Linked DNA regions of Rattus norvegicus: region 1 is linked to region 2. Evidence: chromatin contacts called from public Hi-C data. All regions are on one chromosome and are shown on one strand. The core of a region is the stretch at or near the end of the contact, and the rest is flanking DNA. Distances in the headings are between cores, read along the strand shown. Region 1 overlaps Adcy9 (adenylate cyclase 9). Region 2 overlaps Adcy9 (adenylate cyclase 9).

Region 1 (7,027 bases), core at 3,707-6,206, 63 kb after region 2:
GCTTTCTGGCTTTGAGGTCATTGACGACTCACGGGTGTCCTCAGGCCCTAGGGGACAGGGGACAGCATCGCCAGGGAGTGTCAGTGACTTGGCGCAGACTGTCAAAACCTTTGATAACCTTAAGGTTAGTTTTTTTTTTTCCTCTCTCTCTCTCTTTCTCTCTTCTACGACTTTGTAGTAATCCTACAGTAGAAAACATGAACTAATCAATGCCCTAGGGCGCACGACTCAGGATGCCTTTCAATTTAGTTTTTATGGTTTAAGAATCTAGTATATTGGTCCCCAGCTCCGAAAAAAAGAACCAAAAAAAAAAAAAAAAGAATCTAGTATAAAGTTAGTTACTTTGCACATTTCTAATATCCTTGCCTTTTTTTTTTTTAACACTTTACACACCTCCATTTTCTCTCTGTTCTGCTTGAAGATATTTCTCAGCTTGGTTAATTTTTTTTTCTTTAGCCTGTGGTGTCTTTGGGGGCTTCTCAAAGATAACGACGACACCAGTAAACCTCCCTTACGTCATGTGTGCAGAGCTAGAATCCGTTTTATTTTGGAGACCACCTTAAATACTTTTGTTTTTTGAAATCCACAAGTAAATGATTACCTTTTCTGTTTTGTTGGGTTGGGTGTTGGTGTTTTGAGATGGGGTTTCTTTGCGCAGTCTTTGATATCCCGGAACTAGCTGCAGACCAGGCTGACCTCACACTGGCAGAGAGTCACGCATTGCCCTGTCATTTTGTGATTATATAATTGTGTTGTATGGGTGAATCTTGCAATCTAGTGCTATTAGAACAGTATTGGTGAGAATATTCTGATGTTTTGCTAGTGCGACAGAGATCTCCCGTGACAGTCTAGAAGTGCCTATGTCTGGACTGACGACAGGTCATTAAAAACTACTGAGGGACTAACATACTCAACCTCGGGTCTGAGAAGTTTTCCTCATTGTGTACTGTGTTTCCCATATCTATTGGGTTTAGTTTCCCAGTTGGGGCCTTTTGTTTGTTACTTTTACTTTATTTATTCATGCTCTGTGTCTCTGGCTCTGTGTGTGTGTGTGTGTGTGTGTGTGTGTGTGTGTTCATTGAGGCCAGAGGTCAGCCTCTGATGTCTCCCCTACCCGCCTCCCCCAACTCCTCCTTTAGAAACAGCCTCTCACCAGGACCTGGGACTCACCAATTAGACCCTGCTAACTGGTAGGCCAGTGTCCTGTCAGCCCCCTCAGCACTCAGAGTTTAAGTGTAGGTCACAGCCCCGGCTCTTCACGGGGAACTGAAATCAAACCCAGGCGCTTGAGTGTTCACTTGGAGCATCTTACTGATGGTGCTTTCCTTGCCCCTTCTGTTTATTCTCATGTTTAAATATTTGCTGTTTCCATTTTTAAAAAGAAAGCAAGATGCTTCTGATAGTTCTCTGCCCTTTGGAGCTCTCAGAGAACAAAATGGTGGGTGGTGGGCTATGGGAACAGCTGTTGTCTAGTGTGACTCACCCATGTTCATTAGCTTTCAAAGCTAGCTGCGTGTTTTAAGCTTGAGTGTTTCTGTAGGCTGGGTGGCTTATCATTCTAGCATCCAGGAGGCTGAAGCAGGAGGATTACTGTGAGTTTGAGAACAGTCTAAACTAGAGGGCAAGACCCTGTCTCCAAAATAAACAAACAGAAAATAAGCTAGCTTTGCAATGTGGCGGTCGTTTGACATGTCCATGTTATTTTACACGTGAAGGTTCTGAACCTCGGTGCCGGTTGTCTGATTACTTCTGGTCGCGCCGTGTCTAGGTTTATTGAAAGCTCACTTCCCATGTCACTCGTGTGCTTCGTTAATTTAAAGAACGTTCTTTACAGTTCTAACATTTCAGACCCAATAATCCTGAATATTGGGCTGTGCTGTGTATTTCCAGATGGTCAACCCCATCTCTGACCTCTGCCTACTAGTACCACATATCCCAGTTATGCTAATCCAAATGTCCCCATCATTGCCCAGTGTCACCTGGGCTACTACCATGGGCGACAGCTGAGGATGGTAGTGTTAGAGCCCTGTATATGCAGGGCAGTCAGAATATCTGATTTAAAGGGAGAATTAAAATAAAACAAAACAAAAAACAAACAAACAAAAAAAACCCACGGTTTTCCAAAAGTGTTCTTTGTGCGTGGGGAAAGATGGCTTCCCCTAGGCCTCAAACTGAGCCTTACTTAGTGGAGAAATAGAGCTCAAAACTCAAAATTAATGACTCGTATGTGTCTGCCTGCTGGGCATGCGTGGCTGGGTTCCCCTGGATACACCAGCAACTCTAGTGCCAGGGATTCTGGGCTAAAATGCCTTAAGACAGATCTCTCTTCTCTTGAAAAACTATGTTCTTGTAGTTGCAAACCTGTTTTGATCAGAAGGGTAAAAACTATTTATCATATTCTGTTGTCATGTTCACGTTTCCAAATGCATTTCCTGGAAGTGGAAGACAGGGTCTGTTGAGTTGACTGAATGGCCAGGACATTTGCGAGATAGGGGAAAGAAGGCCCTTGTGTCCCTTCCAGGAGGGAAGGATGAGTTAGCTCATAAGGTATAATGTCTGGGTTCTGGATGGGTGGTTTGGCCACGTGGTAAGGGTTCTTCAGACTAGATCCCAGAACACTGGTGTGGGTCGATTCCACATTTGGGGTATACAGCACATGAAGAGATAAAAGGCAGGCCACAGGGTGGAGTCGGTACTGCCAGGAGCCCTTCTTACAGTCCCATCTCCCCAGCACCAGAAGAGAGCAGGCATCCAGGCCTGAGAACTCAGTAGCATTGCATAACTGTGCGCCGATTCTACCCAGAGGGGTAGAACGCTGAGTCTGCATCCAAGACAGTGAGGATGATATCAGCCCTATTTAAGACCCATTCTTGAGCAGATTTTGTAAAGTGTCAGTTGTCTGCTCTGCGTTCTTTGTGCCAGTCTCCAGTCACCTGTCAGTCAGTGCCTTGAACTCATGACATTAGTAATGCTGTCTGCCCTAACGTGAGCTTTTCCACTGCTCTGGGATCCTGTGCAGAGTCTGTTTGCTTCCCCTTCAGCAAACTGCTTTTCCTGTGTCAGGGACCACTTTGTCCAAGAGAGTAAAGTCCTGGTGGATTTATGACTTGGTACCCTGAAGAGGCCTAGCATAGAGTGGTGTCTCTCAAAATATGTTCCCTTTTGCAATAGAGTCTCAGGATGAACCCAGGTTGAGATACAAAAGAAAGTCCGGTTGGCTTGTAAAATTCTGAGTCAACAACCCAGACAGGATTTCTCTAACCCCTGGGCTACCACACCAGCCATTGCTACCTGTTCTACAAACTGAGAAATCAGAGAGGCATTTGGGAGGAATCTTACCATCTAACCCAGAGAAACCTCACGCTCACAGTCCTCCTGCCTCAGTCCCCCAAGTACTGAGAGTACAGGTATGTGACAATGTTTTTGATCCTGTTTCCCACAATTATAAGTCAGAAGATATTTTTAAAGACATTTTGAAACCCACGAGATGGCTCACGAGGTAAAGGTGCTTGTCACCAAACCTGACAACCTAAGTTCAGTCCTCAGGACCCTCAAGGTGGCCCACACAGGTTGTTCTGATTTCCACATGCATGCCCCAGCATGCACACAGCATAAGGAAACAAAAGTGTAATAAAGCACGTATGTTAATTAAGTGGACAGACATGCATATGTCATTTGAGTGCTATTGGATGTATAGACATTTCCCAAAATACTATTTTTCTTATTTTGTTTTTCTGATGGAATTTTCCCACAACATAGTAACGTGGTCTACTAAAACTAATCTAGACTTTTTTTTTTCATTTTTCTTTCTCTTTTCTTTCTTTTTATAAGATAGTGTCTCATGCAGCCCAGGGCTATCTCAGAACTCCTGATCTCTCTGCCTATGCCTCTGGGATTATAAGACTGCACCACCGTGCTCAGCAGAATCTGATTAATCCTTCACCTGTGTGTGTGTGAGTGAGTGTGTGTGTGTGAATGTGTGTGTGTATGTATGTGTGTGAGTGTGTGTATGTGTGTGTATGTGTGAGTGTGTGTGTGAGTGTGTATGTATGTATGTGTGTGTGAGTGTGTGTATGTGTGAGTGTGTGTGAGTGTATGTGTGTGATGTGTGTATGTGCGTGTATGTGTGAGTGTGTGTGAGTGTGTGTGTGTGTGTGAGTGTGTGTATGTGTGTGTATGTGAGTGTGTGTGTATGTATGTGTGTGTATGTGTGAGTGTGTGTATGTGTGAGTGTGTGTGTATGTGTGTGAGTGTGTGTATGTGTGTGTGTGTGTGAGTGTGGGTGTATGTGTGTGTGTGTTGAATCAATCTTGGTTTTTAGGTTCAAAAGTCCTGTAGAGCTGAGGAATTAAATGAAAAGTTCAGAAATTACTGTTCTTTGATTCTATACGAGGTGACTTTGAAATCTTGTGTCTGAGTTTTAAAGTTGTTTATTCATGGCTTTGCCTCCAGTGTTCTTGAACTGTCTTGCTTCCTGTTCTCACAGATCTGTGGAGCCTTTCTCCTCTGTGATCATTGCCGCTCTGTTTTCCTGTAAGGATTCGTTTCTGTTCACTTCTGGTATTTTCTCAGCAGAAATCATCTGTTCTGAAAGTGTTAGTGTGTGTAGTTAGGGTCAAACGCTCTTCTGTTTGGGCTCATAGTTCCCTGGTGGCAGTCTAGCAGGGTGACTATATGTGAGCCCCTTATCTTGTCCGCCTCGGTTTCCTCTTGTATGAAATGGAACTTACTGTGCCTGTGTTGTGGGAGTTTCTGAGGAGCAAACATTGAGACATAAAGAGCTTCAGGGGGATTTCAGTGATTGTTGTTGTCATGCTTACCCCAGCCAGCCATGTCCAACGTGAGCCTCGTGGAGAGGCCTCTTCTAGTACCAGGACACAATGCTAAGTAGTCAGTGATCTGTAGACTAGACAGGCATACCCAGGGCTGATGTTTCCATCCCCCCGAGAGGCTTCCCTGGGGCAGTTATGGAAAGGGACAGGTGTTGACTTCACAATGATTTATCTTGCAAGAGCCTTGAGTAGAAACAAACAAAGAAGCCCAGCAACCCTGCTTTGTAGCTCTGTGCCAGGTATTCTGACCAGAATTAGGGGCATACGTTGAAACACACGAGAAACAAATGAAAATGGGTTCGTATGTATCAGAGGAATGGTTTTGGTTTTTCCTTCAAAGCCTGTGTCCATCAAGGGTGGAGGGGGGTGGTGAAATGTGCTCTCGGTGAGTTTCCAAGGACTCTCAGGTTACCCCGGCAACAGCCAGCAAACTCCTTGGCCTGTAAAGATGCCATTTAGGGGATGTTTGCTCCCTTTAGTGTGTCTGTGCCAGTAGAGCTACTCAGAAGAGCCAAGGTGGAAGTTACAGCGGGGAAGGTGGGTCATTTCAGGTGATCAGAGCCCAGCAGATCAAGGTGTCAGGATCATTTCCTTGTGACAGGAGAGGCAGCCAGAGTCAAGTCCCATGGTGGTCAGGGGCCAGGAGCTCTTGAGTCAAACCCCAGTGTCCACAAACCATCCTCTCTTCAGAAGGCTCATGCCTTTCCTTTGAGTTTGTATGTGCTTGTGTGTGTGTGTGTGTGTGTGTGTGTGTGTGTGTGTTATATGCAGATGCATACATATGTATGCAAATGTGTGTTCTTGTGTGTGCTTGTTTGACAGCCAGCGGAAGACATTGGTTGTCCTGCTCTAATCACTTTTTTCCCCGCTTCCCTTGAGACACTGAGGGTCTCCCTGGAGCACAGTGCTTTCTGGCTAGGCTGCCCGTCCAGCGATCTGGGCCTCAGTCCTCATGTTTGCACAGCAGTGGATTTTCTCAGCAGCAGCAGAGCCTCCAGAGTCTTGTACACGACCAGACAACTGTAAACCTATTGTCATTACCTCTAACTCATAGCTGTTGCCGTTTTGACAGTGAACTTACTATAACATGCCTGCCAGCCTTGCTCCACAGCGAGCCGTGCCTTCCAAGGTTCTTGTGCGGGTTGGAGGTGGGAGGTTCTTGGCATTGTGGAGATGCCAATAGCAGAAGGGGGAGAGAGATGGACGTTCTTGGTAAGCGGGGAAGGTTTCATGGCTGTGTCAGCTCATCGAAAACTTCAGATTCAAGTTAGGCCATAGAAATCGTCAAAGGAAAATCCTGTTGGGGCTGTAGAGAATGACGTGAAATACACACCATTGTATAGTAAAGGGCCCATGCTACACAGGGGCCTCCAGTCTGAATAGGGTGTTGAGACAGGGGAGTATCTCTCCCAGGGAAGGTAGATTTTTCTGAAAAAAAAAAATGAAATTTCATTTGTTCTAAACTTCTTTTTTTTTCCTTTTTTATTTTTTTTCGGAGCTGGGGACCGAACCCAGGGCCTTGCGTTTGCTAGGCAAGCACTCTACCACTGAGCTAAATCCCCAACCCCTGTTCTAAACTTCTAATCAAGAAAATCTCCCCAAAAGAAAGTGGCTGAGTGTCTTAGTCAGGGTTTCTATTCCTGCACAAACATCAGGACCAAGAAGCAAGTTGGGGAGGAAAGGGTTTATTCAGCTTACACTTCCACATTGCTGTTCATCACCAAAGGAAGTCAGGACTGGAACTCAAGCAGGTCAGGAAGCAGGAGCTGATGCAGAGGCCATGGAGGGATGTTACTTACTGGCTTGCTTCCCCTGGCTTGCTCAGCTTGCTCTCTTATAGAACCCAGGACAACCAGCCTAGGGATGGCTCCACCCACAATGGGCTGGGTCCTCCCCCCTTGATCACTAGTTGAGAAAATGCCTTACAGTTGGGTCTCATGGAAGCATTTCCTCTAGGAAGGCTCCTTTCTCTGTGATAACTCCAGCTTGTGTCAAGGTGACACACAAAGCCAGCCAGTACACTGAGAAAGAAAGACAGACTAGCAAAGAGCCCCATTTTAGAATTGAGTGAAATGATTTGCTGTAGGTCTCAGTCTCCCTGGTGCCACCCAGCTAAGAAGCCCTGAGACTTGCTCTTCACCACCATGCTCTCACATGTCCAGCCTTTTGTCCATGGCAGACATCACTAATCAATC
Region 2 (6,455 bases), core at 1,790-4,289:
TATATCCCAACAGTTCTGCACTCGGGAGATAGAGTTACAGTACGTCCCAACAGTTCTGCACTCGGGAGATACAGAGTTACAGTATGTCCCAACAGTTCTGCACTCGGGAGATACAGAGTTACAGTATGTCCCAACACTTCTACTCTAAAGCATACACCCAGAAGTACTGAGGACACAATCATGCAAAAAACTGCTGCACAGATGTCTATGACAGCTCAAAAGTGCAACTCAGCTAAATGTCTGCTAGTGAGTGAATAGATAGACAAGTGTGCACTGTCTGCATGGTTGAATATTGTTCAGTCATAAACATGAATGGCCAACTGATGCATGCTACAAGATAGATGAACCTTGGAAATGTGCTGAGTGAAAGATGCTAAGCACAGTCCACTGGTAAGAAATGCCCAGAATAGGGAATCATAGAACTAGAGACAGATGAATAGTTTGGAAAGGGGGAGGGGGATGCTTGCTTAGTGGAAATAGAGTTTTCTTCTTAGGACGATGAACAGTATTCTGAAGTCAGGCTAGTATACACCTGCCATCCCAGGAAGGAATCTCTTTGGGTATGAGTTCAAAGCCAACCTTGGCTACAGAAACTTGGTGTGTGTGTGTGTGTGTGTGTGTGTGTGTGTGTGTGTGTAGAACGAGGGAAGGAGGGAGAGAGAAAAAGAGAGGTCTGAAGCCGAAATGCTTATGCAGTGGCTGGCGGCTGGCAGCTGTAGTAAGGATCACTGGATTTTATACTTAAGTGAATGAGTTGTATGGTTTATGAGTTTTATTTAAATATAGCCATTACTAAATACCAGAGTAAAGTTAACAGCTCGTTAGGCATATTAACACACTGGGACTAAGCAAGTGGAGATTGGTGGTGCACAACTGTAATCCCAGTACATAGGAGACTGAGGCATTGAGACAGGAGCATCTCTGGGAGTTTGAGGCTAACCTGTTCTACATATTGGGTTCCAGGAAAGCCAGGACTACACAGTTGAGACCCTGGTTCTAATCACCATTCCCACAAAAGAAATAATGATTTATGCAGATAAGTCTGTGATGGATGCCATTGTAGTCTTTGGGAGAGACAGTGATCTTGATTTGAGGTCAGGTCACAGGTTAGCAGATTCAGTGTCTTCATTTCTGTGTTCAGACTTGTGTAATTTTGGAGACCTGATCTGGGCTAACCATGAGACCATCTGTAAGCAAAGGTGCCAGTGTATTAAGTTACCTTGGGGAATAGTATGTACTTTTCCAGTGTCAAGAATATTCCTACCTACTGCCTGGGCTCTCCCTCCATATCAGGGTGTCTGGTACCAATATGTCTGCTTACAGAGCAGAAAGCTATGTTATTCAGCCTTGAGGAAGTCAGTCATCAACCCTATCTCAGGCAGAGAACTTGAGTGTCTTCCTGAGCCAAGTTCTTCCTTTTGCTGTCCTTAAGAGAAAAGGTGTATAAGACAAGTCCACGTGCAAAACGAAACCTCCCTGTATGATGTGTAAATGTACAACTGCAGATCAGGTAAGAGGTTTTAGATCAATGGAGTGCAGATGAAGGGAATCTGCTGATAGGACGTAGGCAGGCAGAATCCATAGACTGGTAAGCCCTTTCCCTAAGGCAGGGATGTGGTGGGGAGAACAAAGAGAGGGGGGTTTCTCCAGAGATGGGCCTGATAACTGTACTTTACTCATGGTCACATGGTATAGATGTACTGTGATCCACACTGGAGAAGGCTATTTCAGTGTACAGTCAATGTGGACATGCTGATGAAGGTGTTGGTCACACATCTTAGAAGTACAGAAAAATAGTCCCAGAAGGAGCCTGGGTCGTCTGAGTCAGCTGATGACTTCCTGCTGGCAATAGGCGGGAACAAGATGCTCAGATATGATGGCCACTACAAAGCAGTCCCAGTGTGGGCCACTGATTAGCCGTGGAGAGACTGTTGAATTGATATCTGCCATGAGTGGGGGCAGGGCTGGGTCTCTCTCCTTGTATCACCATGTTGGAACTGGAATCCTAAGTGCCCCCTACCCCCCCATCTCCTGGTCACATTTTGAAACATGATCTTTCACTAGAATCTCACAGATAGAGAAGAGTCTGCTATTTCCTGATATGATGTGTGTTTTAGAGACATTTGTGGATATGGATATAACCTATATCCTGCACTGTTACAGAGAATGAAACCTCCATTAAGTAGAGCCATTATTCTGTGGGCCCTGACCCCTCCACCAGCCTCTGGGCTCTTTGCAGGTCTTGATGTTTCTTCACAAGTGTCTGGGTTCTTTGTTGCCAGACATGAGGCTGATGTTTCCTTCTCAAAATTCCTGGGAACCTGGGGTTAAGTGGGGCCCTTCCTTGTCCTGGAGCACACAGGATGCTGCCAACTGTCTTCAAAGCCTAGACACAGGATTCCTCTTCCCCTCCCTCTCCACTGTGCAGAGCCCCACAGCAGAACACCACCCTCCCCTGCCTCCTCTGAGCTTTCAGCTCTCACCTGCTGTCATGGAGAGCTTGTGGGTGTGATGTGATGTGGTGGGAGGTAAAGTCCTCGGGAAGGTTGTGAGCAGAGCTGAATGCCAAGGTGAATGTGCTTTAATGTGGTGAGAGACTTATCCCTTTAGCAGTCACCATGAGGTGCCTTCCGTTTTGCCGATTTGTCTTTTCAGAAAACGTAACGAGCATAATCCTTCAACTTTGGCCTGGATCACCATGAAGTGTCACTTGTTCTTGGGAATGAGCACCTCCCACAGGGCCAGCTCTTCTGTGTCAGGGGCCTCTCTCGGCTCTGAGGAGGACATAGGAGTGGGCAGCTGAACTGTGGTCCAGTGTGAGTGGTGTAGTCTTTTCTGTAACACAAAGTGGCCAGTTTCTCAGGTGCCTGTCAGTCCTAGCTCTGACCTGCGGTCCATGAGAAAAGACGCAGGCAAGGTGCCTGCAGTTCCAGGAACACAAATATAAATGTTCCTCGAGGGTTGTCCCCCATCTTAGTCCCTCCCAGGTCGCCCCATGCACATACGCAAGCTTGCATTTCCTTCTTCATAAAGCTCCCGCCTATAAATACCCCTCGGTTTAAAAATAATGTTTCCCTACCGTGAGTCAAGGCTCAGCTCTTCTGTCTAATTTTAGCTCCTTGTTTTTATGAACTTGGAGATGTTTTCCTTAACCAAAAAACAGAATAAAGAAAGAAAAGAAAGAAGAAGCCACAGAGATGAACGGTCCCCATGCTTCATTTCCCATCAGCCCTCATCTCTGTGGTGATTTTTTTTAAATATATATTGTGATTAAGCATCTGACTGAAAATTAAAATTGTAAATTCAGACAGGTGTTAGTGAGACACACAGGGAAAAAGAAGCTTCGGTCAGTCAGTTGTGCTGTGGGAAAGGGTTGGGAGTTTAAGACTGGTGTGGGAGCCTGCCAAGAAACTCATGTTAGAGGCTAGGGAGGACTGCCCTGGTTCTGAAACCACCTAAGTCACTTCTATTGTATCAATTTTGAGTGAAAAAAAAATTAACGAAGAATTCAAAGTACATAATTTGACTCCTGTTACCAAAACAACATCTGTGTAAGACTGTGTAACTTAATCTTGTATATAGACAGTAATTATTTATTGATTAAAAGGTACCAACCGGGCTGGAGAGATGGCTCAGCAGGTAAGAGCACACATTCTGTTCTTAGCACATGTTAAGTGGCCCACAGTTGTAACTCCAGCTCCAGGGGATCTGACACCTCTGGCCTCTACAGGCCACACACTCGTGCACACACATACACACACTTATACACAATTAAAAATAATAAAAGCAAAATATTTAAAAAAGTGATACCAACCAACTTCTCTTAAATTTCTATTGCTATTTTTATGAAGTTGTGTGTGTGTGTGTGTGTGTGTGTGTTGTTGTTGTTGTTGTTGTTGTTGTTGTTTTGAGACTGGGTCTCACTATGTATCTTAATCCTGCCTTGGACTTAATATTTTACCCAAAATAGCTTCAAACTTGCAGCGATCCTCCTGTATCAGGCTTCTGAGGATTGAGATTCCAGGCGTGTGCCAGCATACCATCTATGTAGTCCACACATATTTATTTATAAGGTGGCAGTTCTTGAATTGACAAAGCCACAGTTCGATATTGCATTTCTTTTGTAAGCTTTTGGATTGTTTCAGGTTTCTGCCCCAACCTCTTTCTTTTGCAGTTGTAGCTCTAAGGAGTTTGCAACTTTCAAACTTCTGTATTTAGGCAGATGGCAGGGGAATAGACATTTACTTCTTGATTATAAAGAAAAACATGTTTATACTTTTAAGTCTTAGAAAAGTCTTAGGGGAGAAAGGTTCTAAGCTGTTTTTATTTTTGTGTGTTAATTATGATGGTTTATTATGGCATTTCATACATGCGCACATGCATTTGGATCCTACTGACCTTGTAGAGATCGTCAGGTCTCGTGTAGGCGGGCAGAGCTGCTGGAGTTGAGAAGTGCAGTAGCCACAGCCTGGAAGTCAGCACTCCAGACCTCTCTGGAGCTTCCTTTGGCTCTTATGCTCACTCTGAGCCTTTCCTCCAACCCCTGATGTGCCCTTATTTTTGGAGAAGATGGTATAGAGGCCCTATTTATGAGAAAAAACTTTGAAGGTAATTACCACCGGAAACAACATTATTAATGTTTTAGTATACTGCTTGGTTTTCTTTCAACGCAGATATCAATAATTATCAATATGCATCAATAATCATCTTGTGAGCAATAGTATTATTGCAAGCATGGCCTTTTGAAATCTTATTTTTATATAAACAGACCAAAGACTTCTTTTTCCTGATATTGTTTGTATGTATCTCCAATTCTACTTTAAGTGATTGTTTGTTTTATTATATTTATTTATCCAGGAAAATCCACCTTGTTGAGCTTGTGGTTGCTTCCAGCATTGTATATGGCATCATCATGATGCTGTATGTACGTTTTCCAGACATGTCTCAAACCAGGCTCTGGCGTAAGTGGTGCGCCATGTTTATTTGGTAGCATTTGGTTCCATTCATAATGGAACACAGAGGCGTCTCTAATTTGATGGGACAGCCGCGGTTTTGTAGGCACGAGTGGCACAGGGATTAATCTTATAGGCAGTCTTTGCCCACATTAACTGCTAGTGAAACCAAATGCGTAGGTTTTACTGTTTCTCATTCCAACTACGGATGTGATTCTCTCCCAGCAAGACTTCCTGTAGGACACGGTTAGAACTTAGGAAATTTGCCAGTTTCCATCATTTGCATGGAGTAAAATCCACAGTTGGATGAGTTTTGATAAAAGCCTGCAGTTTGCTAACCACCGACACATTCGAAGCACATGGTAGTATACCTAAAGGTTTGATGCACACGACACTATACCTAAAGGTTTGATGCACACGACACTATACCTAAAGGTTTGATGCACACTACACTATACCTAAAGGTTTGATGCACACGACACTATACCTAAAGGTTTGATGCACACGACACTATACCTAAAGGTTTCCTTCCGCAGCCCACCCCTCTCTCCCCATCAGCCTTGGTGATGTTGATTTTCTCCATTTTGCAGACCGTCATGGAAATGAGATTATAGGGCTAGAGAGATGCCTGCTGTTTCAGAGGGTCCGGGTTCAATTCCCAGCACCCGCACAGTGTCTCATAAGCATTTAATTCCAATCCCAGGGCATCTGATTTTCTCTTCTGTCCTCCGGACACATGTCATGTACAGACATGTGCAGGCAAAACACCTATACATAAAAATAAATTGTATTTTAATTAAAAAAGAAATCATATTATATGGTGTGTCTTTGGTGACTGGTGTTTTCTCTCCCTCCCTCCCTCCCTCCCTCCTTCCCTCTCCTCCTCCTCCTCCTACTCTTCCTCCTCCTCTTCCTTCTCTTCCTCCTCTTTCTCTCCATCCCTCCCCTCCCTCCATCCCTCCCCTCCCTCCCTCTCCCTCTTTCCTTCCCTCTCCCCCTCCCCCTCCCCTCCTTCTCTTCCCCTCCTCCCCTCTCCTTCCTTCCTCCCTCTCCCCCTTTCCCCCTCCCCCCTCCTCCCCTCCCCCTCCCTCCCTCTCTCCCTCCCCTCCCTCCCCCTCCCTCTCGGAAAGCTGCTTTTGCGAGTCCTGCATGGCCTGCTGTAGTCGTTTGCCCTGTCCTGACCTTGCTGGAGAGTATTCATTTATTAGGAGGCCCACAGTTTTAATCAGCTTGTTTATCTGTCAGGGAACATTTGGTTGTCTTCAGTTCGCAGATGTTATAAATAAAGCGGTTGTGAACATGCAGATGTGTATCTTTGTATCTCTTAGGTTAAACAGCGAGCGAACCATATGGCATGTTTAACTTCTAAAGAAACAGTAAAGTTCATAATGTTATTTTTCGGGGTTGGGGATTTGGCTCAGTGGTAGAGTGCTTGCCTAGCAAGCGCAAGGCCCTGGGTTCGGTCCCCAGCTCCGAAAAACAAACAAACAAACAAACATAATG

What was found. Hi-C and Micro-C count contacts between places; a contact is called where the count stands out from the background.
Region 1: a Hi-C map of psoas muscle shows a contact between it and region 2, with 3 times the contacts expected there. The contact joins two enhancer-like sites. A contact is called at or near these places in 2 of 12 Hi-C or Micro-C datasets (hepatocytes and psoas muscle).

Annotation. Positions count from the first base shown.
Region 1 is chr10:11,729,400-11,736,426 of GRCr8, forward strand. Adcy9 (adenylate cyclase 9) reads left to right here. Exons shown (of 11, transcript NM_001371690.1): 3 at 1-124. Among named protein-coding and RNA genes, the nearest start is that of Adcy9, 87 kb to the left of the region's middle. Within about 2 kb of position 4,957, at least 2 of the 93 cell types and tissues checked have an H3K27ac peak or open chromatin away from gene starts, as enhancers often do.
Region 2 is chr10:11,667,867-11,674,321 of GRCr8, forward strand. All of the region lies in intron 2 of Adcy9 (adenylate cyclase 9), which reads left to right. Among named protein-coding and RNA genes, the nearest start is that of Adcy9, 25 kb to the left of the region's middle. Within about 2 kb of position 3,040, at least 10 of the 93 cell types and tissues checked have an H3K27ac peak or open chromatin away from gene starts, as enhancers often do.